2 separate regions of the Mus musculus genome follow, and region 2 is linked to region 1. A link is a contact called in public promoter capture Hi-C data. All regions are on one chromosome and are shown on one strand. Each heading gives the region's core, a stretch centred on a gene start, on an enhancer-like site or on the middle of the called end of the contact. The rest is flanking DNA. Distances are from core to core; before and after follow the strand shown. Region 1 holds the start of Rgs10 (regulator of G-protein signalling 10). Region 2 holds the start of Bag3 (BCL2-associated athanogene 3).

Evidence for each region. Capture Hi-C pulls out chosen DNA fragments and counts their contacts.
Region 2: a promoter capture Hi-C map of adipose tissue shows a contact between it and region 1. The contact joins the promoter of Bag3 here to the promoter of Rgs10 in region 1. A contact is called at or near these places in 9 of 39 promoter capture datasets (the 3T3-L1 cell line, 3T3-L1-derived adipocytes, the C10 cell line and 6 more), 4 of 484 Hi-C or Micro-C datasets (CD4 T cells, CD8 T cells and embryonic stem cells), 8 of 115 datasets of contacts at active chromatin or transcription factors (the SCID.adh cell line, SST interneurons, T-cell acute lymphoblastic leukemia and 4 more) and 3 of 9 other capture datasets (adipose tissue, liver and macrophages).

What each region holds. Positions count from the first base shown.
Region 1 is chr7:128,414,701-128,421,753 of GRCm38.p6, reverse strand. It overlaps Rgs10 (regulator of G-protein signalling 10), which reads left to right and starts at 3,582. Exons shown (of 5, transcript NM_026418.2): 1 at 3,582-3,688. The coding sequence starts at 3,640.
Region 2 is chr7:128,519,046-128,526,098 of GRCm38.p6, reverse strand. Bag3 (BCL2-associated athanogene 3) reads right to left here and starts at 2,516. Exons shown (of 4, transcript NM_013863.5): 1 at 2,055-2,516. The coding sequence starts at 2,240.

The sequences.
Region 1 (7,053 bases), core at 2,333-4,832:
GATCCATTTGTATATTCAGCCCTACCTCAAAGGGTTTCACATACATACTCCCATGTAAATACATATGTATTATATACAATTGTGTATGTATGTCACAAAATGAAGACAATTATTAACAGTTTAACGTTTTTGGTTTTTTTTGTTTTTTTTTTTTTTTTTGACTGAGTTTCATGTAGCACAGACTAGCTTTAAATTCACTATGTAGTCAAGGGTGATCTTAATTCTCTGACCCTCCTGACTCCTCCTCCCGAGTGCTGGCGTTACAGATATGTACAGTCACTATTCATCACATACCCCTGTTCTACTTAGTGCTGGAGATCAAACCCACAGCTTGGTGCTTGCTTAGCAACTGAACTATACAGCACTAGCCAGACTTAACAGAATTTTACAACACTTATTTATTTATTTAGATATTTTTACCTTACTTTATGTGTGTGAATGTTTTCCTTGCACACATGCATGCATGTATGCCACATGCATGCTTGTTAGATTCTCTGCAACTGGAGTTACAGGTGGTTGTGAGTCACGATGTGGCTCCTGAGCATTGACTCCAGGGCCTCTGCAAGTGCAACAAGTGTTCTAATCACGGACACACCTCTCTAGTCCCCACACTGTATAAGTGTTTTAAGAGTATACATATTGGGCTGGGTGTAGTGGCATATTGCCTTTAATCCCAGCACTAGGAAGGCAGAGGCAGGTGGAGCTCTGTAAACTTCAAGGCTAGCCTGGTCTATGTAGAGAGTTCTAAGACTGCCAGGCAGAGCTGCATTAGAGAGACCCCATTTCAACAAACAAAACACGAGTGCATGTGTCATGGTGTGAATGTGGGAGTCAGAGGACAGTTTTCAGGAGTCGGATCTCTCTTTCCACCACGTGGGTTCTGGTACCTACTGAGCCATCTCGCCCATCCTCAGAGTTTTAAATTCCTGGGTAGAACAAGGCAACTGACCAGTAAAGCTTACTCTCTGAAATTCCAACCTATTGGAAGAACTCCAAGGCCACTGCTTCTTGTCTGCTGTGATAGGTGGTCCTTGATCTAAATGTACAGCCAGCAGTGGGAGGAATGGGGCCTAACCTGTTTACCTTTTGGGCCAATCAGCTGCCATCATTGCTTTTGAGGGTGTAAATGAGAAGCTGCAGAGGGAGAGAGACTTGGGGATCCCTCGGAGGATGTGTGTTTCGCTTGGGACAGAGATTGTGCCTAGAACATACCTGTGTGAAAAGGTGATCCTGCTCTGACAGCTTGAGGGGGGGGCTCTTCCCCTCCTACTTGTTTTATTTTGTTCTGAGACAGGATCTCACGGTGTAGCCCTGGCTATTCTGGAACTCTCTATGTAGATCAGTCTGGCCTCAAACTCACAGAGATCCAGCAGCCTCTGCCTCCACCTCAATCCCCAGGATCAGAGCTGTATCTCAGCATAGGCCTTTTACTTTATTCTGGGTCTGATGCACACGACACGTGAATGTTGGCTTTTGGATCTTTGGACATTATGTATGTGAGTGTTTTGTCTGCCAGGTATGAATGTGTAGCGTACGTGCGTCTGGAGCTTGCAGACGTCAGAGGAGGACATCAGATCCCCTGGGACTGGAGTTACAGATGACTGTGAGAGGACATGGGTGCTGGGAATTGAACCCCAGTGCTCTGCAAGAGCAAGCGCTCTGAATCACTGAGCCATCTCTCCAGCTCCCAGTACCGATTTTGTGAGTCAAACAAAAAAGAAAATTAAATTGTTTACTCACTCTTAGCCCCGGTCTTTTGACAAGCTCACAGGACGGAGAAGGGGACCTAAAGCTGCTAACCTTCCCCATTATTTCCCATTGTCTAAGAAGCTTGGAGCTGTTCTCTCAGTACGGCCTCCCTCGGAGCATGTCTTAGACCACACCAGGCTTGCTGCCGGCACGGTGGGAAGAACCTGGCTGCTAGTGCTGCTGGCTTTGGCTGCCTGTGTCTAACTTCTACTCCATTGTGCTAGAGTCTCCTCCTTTCCTGTGTTAGCTTCGGTGTATTTGTGATCAGCCTCTGGGGACGCTTTCAATGGAGGTGGGCAGGGAAAATTTTGTTACTGTTCTCAGAATGCAGTGATCCCACTGGGATGGTTTGGTTTTGCCTTCTCTCTCTCCTTCCTTCCTTCCTTCATTCCCTTCCCTTCCTCTTTCCCTCTCTCTCTCCCTCCCTCCCTCCCTCCCTCCCTCCCTCCCTCCCTCCCTTCTGACTCCTTCCTTCTGACTCTCTATGTAGCTGCCTTAGACATTGCTATGTATATCAGGGTGTCCTCTAACTCAAAGAATCTTCCTGCTTCTGCCTCCGGAGTGCTGGGGTTGCTGGGATTAAAGGAGAGCACCATTATGTCTGTGTCTGTGTCGGTTTAGGCTCAGCTTTTACAGAGCCTATGACCCAAGAGCTATTTCAATGGCCAGGAAGCTTGGGGGGGGGGCGGGCGGCAATAGCAGCTGGAGACATTCAGAAACCCCGGCTTGGAAGCCACACTGATGGTGCTCACCTGCAAGCCGCAGCTGAAGACCTCTGCAGCCTTCAGGGGACGGAACATCCTCTTTGGATAGCACAAATGGCCGTGTTTGGAAATGATGGAGTGGGGAAGGGTAGGCAGAGAGATGGTGAATAACCACAGAGGGCCAGGGCTGAGGTGGCGTTGGGACTGCAGGGTGGACAAAAAGGGAGGAAAATAGAGCAAAATGGGAAGCTCAGAATAGAAGATATAAAGGAAAGTGCCAACTAGTGAAAATCCTGCGAAAGAACGCGCGCGGGGGGTTGGGGGGGCGACTGGGGAATGGTTTAGAAAAATAGCAATTAGCACAGCTAAAAATAAAGACCAATTTCGAGACAAAGCCAGACCCACAAGGAGAAAAATAAAACTCGCCAGAAAGACAATTCCTTGCAAACCGAATGCTCAAGAAAATGGGGCTAACGACACCCCCCTCTTGGGCTGTTTGGTAAAAAGAAATGGGAAACTAGATGAGCGTGGAGCGCGGCGCTGAGCAGGTGACTGGCACCAGGAGGAGCGTTGAGCCCGGCGCTGGGATCTACAGGATTCCGGTAGTTGAGCGCAAAGGTTCTCCTGAGACTGCACCCAAGTGTCGTCCAAGTTAAAAAATGTGCTGGCGCGCTCAGATCCACTCTGAAACCGCAGAGGCTCCAGACAGCGTTCTCCGAGGTTTGTCCCGGGGCTTGGAAGCCCCGGCACAGGCGTGGCGTGGGCCAGAGTGGGCGCCCACTCGCGGCGGCTTGGCTCGGGACTCTGGTGACGCCTCCCGGGCATTCGCGGCGTGAGCAGGCCGCGCGCCCACGGAATCGGGTAGACCCGGGGGCGATCTGGGAGGTGACTCGGGCCTGGCAGGGACACCGAACGCTGTATGTCTCCAGGCCGCGAGGGGAGGGACCGGGATGTGCGCGGGAGCTGAGGGTCACCCGGGGCCACCGCGCCCTGCCCTGCGCGGGTAACTGAGGGCTGGACCCAGTGCCCACGGGCGCGGGTGGGCAGGGAGAGGGGAGCGCGGCGGGGAGGAGGCGGCGGGCGGAGCCTGGAGGGGCGGCGTCGCGCGGGCTCCTCCTCCTCCTTGCCCTCTTCGGGCTTAGCCGCCGCGCTGCCCGGCTGCTCCGTCCTCTGGACGCCCGCGGCGATGTTCACCCGCGCCGTGAGCCGACTGAGCAGGAAGCGGCCGCCGTCTGGTAAGCGGTTGCGGGCGCTTGGGCGCGGGAAGGACGGGGTCGCCGGGTCCCCTGGCGCGGCTCGCTGTGCCGCCCGGACAGCAGCCGCGCTCCTCCCCGCTCGCTCTGTCCCAGCCGCGGCGGGAGCGCAGAGCCGGGGAGCCGCCCGGGGAGGAAGTTGGGCTTGAAGCGGGAGTCAGAGCAGCTTTCTTTCTAGAGAAGGTCTGGGAACCACGGGAGACACATTAACAGCCCCTCACTCCGAGGCAGCGTGGGAAGCCAGGCTTCCCTCCTGCGTGCAGCCTCTTTCTCGGGCGGAATGGGAAGGATGCTCCGCCGGACCTCTGCATCCCCGGAGTGGCCGGCCCCGCGGCGCCAAAAAAAGTGGAGTCCCAAGGTGGCTGCACACCAGGGCGGGGGAGGAACTTGTGTGACACGGCGGGGGAGTCACTTTGTTTTTCCCCCTGAACCTGCCTGACCCACAGTTTGGGGCAACTTGGCAAGACAAAGAACCCACGGTGCAGAAATGGTGATTTGAATCGTGCCATCCTTTTTGTTCTTAATAACACCTAACACTCTTTGATGGCTTAGGTTGTGGCCAGGAGCTGTGTTGACACCTTGTGTGCTTTCTCTTGTCTTCACCATTAGAGCAGCCGCGTCGGAGGGGTGGGGCTCTAAAGCCAGGGTGTTGGGTAACCTGCTCTACTCTTAGCTGATGGATTTTTTTAAACGTAGGTTTATTTGCTTGACTCTGGGTTCGGGGTTCAAAGGCTTGCTTTTCTGTCGCCCAGAGATTCACTACGCTTTAGCCGGTTTCCTCTTTTCACGTAAATATCAAACGTGGTTAAGCGGCTGCAATCAGACATAGACCCAATCCCTTGGCCACCACTCGACAGCTGTGCAACTTCTTTGTGACTGGGGATGTGCAAAGGGTAGCTTTAAGTGCTTAATTGGAGACTCCCCCCCCCCCATCAGCCACATGCAAATCATTTCATTAATTATTTAAGACAACCCCACTAAAGTCAGATTCCATAGAGTTATTGTAAAGAGTTTGCACTGTTGTCTTAATATGCGTTGAAATGCTCCATTAGTGTTCCCGAGTGGTCACATTCCCTTGTGATGCTGATGGCTGACACTGAGTGGTGGTCAGATTCTAGGCACCGGAGTTAAACTCCAACCTTGACTCTGCCACTCCGCCACACTGAATAATGAATGTCCTTGGACCTTTCTGTGCCGCAGAGCTGTGCTGGTGCTGGCTCAGTGTAGCTTGCAAGAACCAATTGCTAAATGTTCAGGGCATCTGGGAACTGGTTGCTACGTCATAGGTGGACTGAAATGAACTGTGGTGGGACATATCAACATATGTCAGACATCAAGGCTGGAACAGTGGATTTCAGGAAGCTGTGGACTTAACTACATACTTAAATTTTATTTTAGATCATATTTATCATGTGTATGTGTGTGCTCGTGTGCGTCTCTGTGTGTGTGTGTGTGTGCATATGTGTGTTTGCATGCTACAGCTTGTATGTGGAGGTTAGAGGATGACTTATGGAAATCAGTTTTCTTCTACCGATAGGTCCCAGTAGTCAAAATCAAGCCGTCAGGTTTGGATGTAAGCATCCTTACCCACTGAACCGTGTTGCTAGCCATTAACTACAGGTTTTAATTCTGATAAGGATATGCTTACATTACTAATAGTAGGATCAGCAGTTAAACCTGAGAAGCCCCAAGTGCAATGCTGGATACATGATAAAGGTGTGGGGCTTACTAGTTTCCTTTTCTTTCTTTTTCCATCATGTAGGGGAGTTCCGTCTAGCCTTGCCTAGGTTGCTTGCTGCTTAAAATTATATTTGGCCAGAATATAATACAAATAGAACCACTGAATTGTGACAGATACCTGGATTTGGGATGCTTTTGCATACGGCCAGATTGCAATCCCAAACTGAAAGGCAGTTTCACAGTCATTGCTAGCATGTATCTGTTCCAGGGCAACAGACTAACCCTGATGAAGCTTGCCCACACCAGTGATACAAAGGCCAGCAGGGAAATAGCAGTGCTTGGTGTTGGATGTCTATATGGCCAGAGCCCAATTTCCTTGAAATCTGTGGGTATAAGTTCTGCTGCCCTGTGAAAGGACACGAGCCCCTGCCAGTTTGGTCACTATCATCACCACCCAACATCAAGAAAAGGAGCCAAGTGAGAAAGGAGGGAGGGTGAGGGCTCCTTACAGAGATGCTGTGCAGCAGGCAAGCCGTCTGCAGGACAGTTAAGGATTTGGGAGAAGGTAATTTTGATGTTTTTTTTTTTTTTTCTTGTGGTGCTAGAGGTGTGCCCAAGGCCTTGTATATGTAGGCAAATGGCCTGCCCCAGAGCAACACCCCGCCTGAACTTCGCTTTTAAAGAGGTTTTCCAGAGTATCCTACTGAAGCCCCACCAAAGCTGGCCGTACCCCTGCGGGAGCCTGGGCTGGGCTTGACTGCAAGCCTCTCTCCCCCAGAGCATTCTATGTGAGGCTGAAAGAGTTAAATCTCATCAAAGATGGCATCTGTAAGTAGAGAGCTGGAAGCCCCACCTGTTTCTAAGGTTCGCAGTTGGAGGCTCTATGTTCTGCCTATCAGGTAGGGGAAGCAGGGGGCCTTGATAAAAGTCAGACCCCAGTTCCATCTTGGGGAACCAAGGGGAGCAGGAAGAGTCACAGCTTCGTTTTTTAGCAAGTACCCCAAGTGATTTTTGTGCTGAAGTGTGAGGAACCCCCAGAGGACCCTGGCTTGTACCCACAACCCACACTGCTAACACCTGAGGAGCGCCTACCTCAGAACCAAAGTAAAAGCCACACCCCTCCAGGCAGACTGCTGGGTGGTCTGTCAGAGAAGTCCGCTTTACATTATCCTATTAAACCTTGGCAAAGCTTTCAGAGTTACTGCTGGGCTTATGTTTTTAGTCTGTACAGAAATTTAACGAATTTGTTCTTAACAGTTTTACAGTGGAGCGTCTTGGCAGTTAGGGAAACTTTCCTCTGTAGAGACTCATGGGGTGGACCTGGGGCTTGGAAGAGAGCAAGGCTAGCCTCCAAATGTGGAGAGGCCAGGAGGAGATGGCCTTTTTGTCCAGATGACGTCAGCTCGATCTGCTTGGGTTCCACTATGAGCAGCCTGTGGATGACATGGGTGGACAGGAGGTGCGATGTGGCTTCAATGGCTGTCACTTGTCCATATTTTGTCTTTCATTTTCTTAGATGCCCAGGCAGGGTCTGAGCTGGCCATTGCCTAGAGCCTTGCTTGCCTGCCCCTTGCTTGCCTGCCCCTTGCTTTCCTGGGAAACCCTCCTAATGCTGGCTTCTGAGGACTCGTTTAGACGGTACTAAATTTATTGTGGTCGCTTCTGCT
Region 2 (7,053 bases), core at 1,267-3,766, 110 kb before region 1:
GTTATCCCCTTTCCTAGTTTCCCCTCTGAAAACTCCCATCCCCTCCCCCCTCCCCCTGCTCACCAACCCATCCACTCCTGCTTCCTGGCCCTGGCCTTCCCCTATACTGAGGCATAGAACCTTCACGGGACCAAGGGCCTCTCCTCCCATTGATGATAGAGTCCTATTTTAAAGTGCATTTACTTTACCAAACTTTTCATTTTGAAAGGACCAAATGTACATAAATTATTACTGAACATTATGCTAAATATGACTTCTGTTAACTATATTTTCAAAGATCCTACGTGGCCGGATGGTGGTGGCTCATGCCTCAGAAAGCAGAGGCAGGAGGATCTCTGTGAGTTCCAGGTCAGCCAACACTACACAGAGAAACCCTGTCTTGAAAAGCAAAGCAACCCAAGGAGCTGAAGGGGTTTGCAGCCCCATAGGAGGAACAACAATATGAACCAACCACTACCCCCAGAGCTCCCAGGGACTAAACCACCAACCAAAGAGTACACATGGAGGGACTCAAGGCTCCAGCCCAATATGTAGCAGAGGATGGCCTTGTGGGAAATCAATGAGAGGCCCTTGGTCTTATGAAGGCTCTGTGCTCCAGCGTAGGGGAATGCCAGGACAGGGAAGCGGGAGTGAGTGGGGTAATGAGCAGGGAGGGGGGGAATGAGATAGGGGGGTTTTCGGAGGGGAAATGAGGAAAGGAATAAAATTTGAAATGTAAATAAAAAAATATCTAATTTTAAAAAAAGAAAAACAAAACAAACAAGAAAAATCCTACCTAAATTTGTATTTTTAAGTTCTTCACTCAAAATTCAATCGAATTTTTATTTATTTTTATTTTATTTTATTGGTTTTTCGAGATCGGGTTTCTCTGTGTAGCCCTGGCTGTCCTGGAACTCTGTAGACCAGACTGGCCTTGAACTCAGAAATCTGCCTGCTTCTGCCTCTCAAGTGCTGGGATTAAAGAGGTGTGCCACAACTGCCCAGCTCAATCTTTTTTTTCTTTTTTTTTATAAAAAAAGACAAGGTCTTATTTTGCAACACAGGCTAGTTTCATTCCAACTTAATTACTTAATAACTTTTGAGATAGACTCCGATTATATAGCCCTGGCTAGACTTGAACTCAAGATCCTCTCGCCACAGCTTCCTGGGTGCTGGGATGACAGGCCTGAACCAGGCTGGGCTTCATTCCAAATTTGTATTTTCAATTTTTCTTGCTTTTTAGATTGAAGTACACAAACCTGAATATCTATGCAAATGAAGCATACACCTAGTGTTCACCAGACTCCTCAGCTGTTTCTGGTAACAAAACTCCAGTATTTGAAAAGGACAACAAGGAATCACGCCATTAAAAATACATTCTTTCACTCCAGTGTGAGTCTTAAGGCAGTGGCTAAGTATGGTGATACAATGTCTGATCTTTAGTTTTGGAACTGTCAGAAAGAGTATCTTAAAAAAAAATAGTGGTAGTATCAGAATTTTCTCTAACTGAAAGCAGTTTCGACCAGTAATAATAAGTTTAATGGGGGAAAATAACTTATTTACTCGAGCCTCCTGAGTCACTCTATGCCTAAGATCCAGTAAACTCAAGATAAGCCTCAACTAAGTTCTGAATTTGAAAGTGAAATCCCCACAGGAGACTCCACTCAGCAGCCTTTCAATCCTGGCCGTGCGCCATCAGCACCGGAGGGAGCCCAGGGTCTCAGCACGGGACGCGCGGGACAGAGAGGCGGCGGCCGGGCCTGGCCTGGGCCTCAGCCGCTCATCAGGCCGGTCGCCCTTCCCTGGGACGCGGCGCACCGCAGCTCAGGCCACCACTGCCCTTCGCCCTTCGCAAGAGGCTGTGGAAAACCACCCGATGTCACCACGCGGGTCGCACCCCGCTGGCTACCGTCCAAGGCCACCCTGCCTGCGGCTCTCTGCGGCCCGACGCCCGTTCGAGGCGGATATGGTTAAGGACTCTCCTTGCGCAGCAGGGCGCGGGGTGGGGTGACTCGCATAGCCCTGGCTCGACCAGGCCCCTTCGCCGTCGAGGTGGGACGGCAAGCTCCACTCACCTTAGGGCCCTCGGGGGGCACACGCGGGTCGTTCCACGTCGTGGTGCGGCTGTTGTGGTCCACGAAGAAGGGCCAGCCGGTCTGCGGGTCGATTTTGATCTCCCAGCCCGGGGGCAGGGGGTCTCGGTCGCTGGCTCCGTTGCCGGACGCCATCTGCATCATGGGCGATTGGGTGGCGGCGCTCATGCTGGGTTAGGGTCCGCCCGGGGCGCAGAGCTAGGGCGCGGGTCACGAGGTCGTGGAGTGCGGGCACCTCTGTGTAGCCGATGTGTCCGGGAAGCCGGCGCCGGGCACCTTTATGAATTAAAGGACTGGGTGACGTGGCCGAAGAGGGGTGGAAGTGTCTGGAAATAGCCTCCTAGCTGCCAAAGGGGAAGGAGGAGATAAAGAGAAGGCAGCAACTGGCCGGCTAGAAACTTCTGGTCCCATCCAGAGAACTTGGCGGCCGCCGTGGGTTGGATGCGGAGCTCCGCCCTGAGTCATAGGCTATAATCGCGGCGGGGCGGGACCTTGGGAGGGATCGGAGGCGGGGATTTGTCACCCGCCCCTCCTTCTCCTAGACTACCCAGGCTGTCCCTCCCTATCCCTGTCCTGTGTGTGTCCTGGGGCCTGTGCGCCTCGCGCCAGGTTGACACGCACCGGTGTCCTTGTGCTCTCTGGCTGGTTTCTGTCTCCGGACTCCCCACCACTCTTTCGTGCCGCGTGGGGGTGTCCCGGGGTTAGCAGTCCAAGGGCCGACACCTGGGGCCCCACCTTTGTGTAAGGACTAAATCATCTTTAAACTCGGAAAGTCTAGTTCTTTCTCTCTCTTCACACTCAGTGACGCTGGCGTCCTGCAGTGACGTTTTTAGTAACTTTTTCTCAAGGGCCTTATGACTTCTGAGAAATTCTGGAATGCTGATCTGAGGTCACAACAAAAAGAAAGAGCTGTGGAAACTCACCTGCCTGCTTTGGAAAACTGAAGAAGCAAGGACTAAAGTGACAACTTTGTGCTCTTGGCCTTCTATATAGGCACTTTCGCACAGTGACTAGACTTCAGAAACACCTGGAACCAATACTGAGGCCAATTTCCTGACTCAGATTCAGAGAATGTCCTGGGACCTTCAAAGATACATCTCTGGCCTCTTCCCCTCCGATTTTTACTCTGTGGCAAATACTAGAGGACTCTGCCAGACATTTCCAACAAGCTGATTTTTTTTACTTCCAAAGACCTTCTTACTGACTTTGAAGTCTCAAAGCCTCAGTATAAGTATTAACATAGTTAGCCTTCAGGTACTGCCTGGTGCCACCAAACACACCTGTATAAGCCCAAATGTGGGAATATTGACTTATTATCATTTGATAGTCACATTGAAAGGTCTAGACACTTAGATTCACTCACTGGTCAGTGTCTGTCTTTTGCTTCTTTATACCTGAACCCACCCAGCACGTGGCTAAATCCAGAGTCCATCTTCAATAAAGGAATAAAGATTGATGTTTATTGAAGACTGAATACAAAGTGAATTTTTTCGCTTGTTTTTCAATACAAGGTATCTTTGTGTAGTTTTGGCTGTCCTAGAACTAGCTAATTATGTAGACCAGGCTGACCTTGAACTCACAGAGATCCATCTCTCTGCCTCCCAAGTGCTGGGATCAAGGGCATGTGTCACCACTGCTTGGCTGTGGATATTTTTTTAAAGATATGGTCTATCTATATAGTTCTGCCTCCCAAGTATTGAGATTAAAGGTGCACACTACCATCTACTACGCCTAGCAATGCCCTATTTAAAAAATATTTAAAAAAAATAAATAAAGATTTATTTTATATGTATGAGCCGGCTTGTGCAATGCCTTCCGAGGTCCAAAGAGGGTATTGCATGCCCTGAAACTGTAGTTATAGATGTTTATAGCTTCCTTGTGGGAACTGAACCTGGTCCTCTATAAGAGTAGCAAATGCTCTTAAGTCATCTCTCCCGCACCCCCACTTTGTCCTCAAATTGCCCCTTCGTTCCTACCATCCATTCCTATCTTGCTAAGTATTTCTTGACTCTGTGACTCTTCTCTTTCTTCCGTCCCAGCCATCTTACGCTTTCACCTGGATCCTTCACAGCACCCTAATGGGTTCTTCAGCCTTTGGGCTTGCCTCTAAACCTCTTGCCCATATAGCAGCCAGAGAGGCCTTTTCAAGCACCCACCAAGTCCACTCTCCTTGGTCTGGTGCACAAAGGTGTATTCCTCATTTTCCCTGGTCCATACTTCAGCTGACCCTGCTGAACTGTATCTTGCACACACTGCTTCCACCACCAGGATGGAAACCCTTCTATCCACTCCAACCATCATCTCCTGGGCAGCTTGGCTTTTCCCAGCATTCCCTTTAGCATACACTCCTTCACACACACACACACACACACACACACACACATACACACATCCTGCTGCCCCCCCATTAGTCCTCTGACCATCCACATCCTGTCCCACCCTACCAATTGCTTTACACTGTAAATGCTTGTTTGTTTGATTTACTTAATGGGCTGAGTTTTTAAGAGCAGGAGCAGGATCTTGATCACCACCGTGTCCCCATCCTCCAGCACAGTGTGTGGTAAATAATAATTATTAAAAACAACACTCATAATGGCTAGTGCTTATTGGGTAATCGCTGTCAGGTGCTACGTTAATGACTTTACGTGGGCTCTCACATTTGATCTTTGTGGTGGAAGCCATGATGTGCCGCTTACATTTCCGTTTAGGCATGAAAAGTTGGTTCTACCCACTGCCGGGAATACTGTGAGAAGCGGTGAGGACGTGTCCCGTTTCTCTGTCGGCAGTGCCAAAGGAACACAGACATTTCGTTGTTGTTGCTGTTTTGAGATAAGAGTCTTTCTATGTAGCTCCGGCTGTCCTGGAATGTGATACATAGACTATGCTCTCAAACCTGATGAGATCTGACTGCCCCCGTCTCCTGAGTGACGGGATTAAAGGTGTGCACCACTACACCCAACAAGACAGGAATTTTTACTAAAATCTGTGTGGATGAAGAAATAGGCTTTAAAATGTTTACTAACATGCTCACCTTCATGTAGACCAACCTTGTTTTCTGGGATTAGCCTAAGTGACAGAAACCACCTTGTTCAAGGCCAACCTTTCTTCTGAGACACCCCATATTCAACTGTCTTAGTTAGAGTTTTACTGACACCATGACCAAGGCAACTCTCCTAAGGACAACATTCAATGGGGGCTGGCTTACAGGTTCAGAGGTTCAGTCCATTATCATCAAGGCAGGAGCATGGCAGCATCCAGGTAGGCATGGTGCAAGAGTAGCTGAGAGTTCTACATCTTCATCGGAAGGTTGAAGACTGACTTCCAGGCAGCTATGAGGCTCTTAAGCCCTACCCACAGTGACACACCTACTCCAACAAGGCCACACCTCCTAATAGAGCCATTCCCTGGTCCAAGCCATATACAAACCATCACACCAATGAACCAGTCCCCTGATGGTCATTCTCCTCAACCCCTGGATCCAACCCCAGGGCAGGACTAATGGGCCATCCCAACTCCTCACCCTCTGCATTTGCCTGCTGTTTTCTTTGGAACCACACCACAGCTCGGCCTGTCTCTGTGTTGCTCTTAGGAGCCCAAATCAGACCAGACCTAGCAAGGGAGACCTTCCATCCCAGATATGTAGAAGGCTGAGGCAGGAGGATCAAAAGCTCAAGGTCTGCCGAGATTACAGAGGGACAAGAATTGGAGTAGTGCTCCCAGGAGGTCCTGGGCTACTCAGCACACAGTTTCCTTTTCATGGGTGTGGCAGCTTGACTTGAGAGATGTGTGCGTGGAGCTTTGCCTGGTTGGAGGTGGGATCTGGATTTCATTGATTGACTCCGGCCCACACTATTAATCTGGCATTCAGTACATACGGTACATGAGTCAGTGGTACAGATCTACTAGTCACCAAAATAAAAAATTAAAAAAAAAAAAGTTAAAAACTGTAATTGAGAAGCATAGCTTGGTGTACACGATTTTCCTCAAAGCCAAGACAACGCACGCACAGTAGGCAGCTACAATGAAAGATCCTAAGTCAGCCAATCAGTGGCAGGTCCCAGCTGGCCTGACTCATACTTCAGGTCGCAGACAAGTGGGCTTCAAGCCCAGCTATGATTTTTAAATGAAAATGTCACCCAAAAGATTTCAATGCCCAGGGTGATTTAATCCACTTCTAATGGAACATGAGCTGGCGTCGAGACCAGCCAGTTCTCTCAGATCTATGCACAGCATTGATCATTTCAAATCCTATTTGTTGGCCTTTGAGATGCTATCTGAGAGAACGAGTTGCAGGCAGCTAGCTAGGCACGCCTTCCCCAGCCACTCCCTCCCAGGAGCCCTTTTCACAGTGGGCAGCCTTCAGGAAGGCATGGGCATCCGAAGAATTCGTAGGTGGGAGACATGGCTTGAGAGAGCTGTGGCACAGGCAGCAGGTGTTGGTGAGGAGTGGGGGGAAGAGATGTGCGGTCTGGTTATGCTATGGAGACTCGTGATGCATTCTATAAATACACCCGGGTGGAGGTGGCAGGGCGATCAGTATGGCTGAGCGGCTGCATTTCAGACTATCGCTCTAATGTTGCATCTGTTTGTCATTAAAACTTGACGTCTGTGTGTGCTCCAACACAGCTGCCCTGCACTCTCTGACCTCCTGTGTGGCAGGTACAGCCTGTAACAAACATCTGGCCTCTAATCATAGACAATTCTGCTGTGCCGGTTCACTCTCTGCATCCCCCCCCCCCCAAAAAAAAAAACCTACAAGGGAATGAATGCTATAACTGTAAATGATTGATCAGGTTTGTTTGTTTTTCCTTGTTTTGTTTATTTGTACCGATTTTGTTTTGTTTTCTTTGAGACAGAGTCTCATTTTGTAGCCTTGGCTAGCCTGGAGCTCTCTTTGTAGACCAGGCTAGTTTCAAACTTAAGTGATCTATTGTCGGGTATTTACTGTAAACTGTGCCCCTGTTCCCAGAAATAACAACTC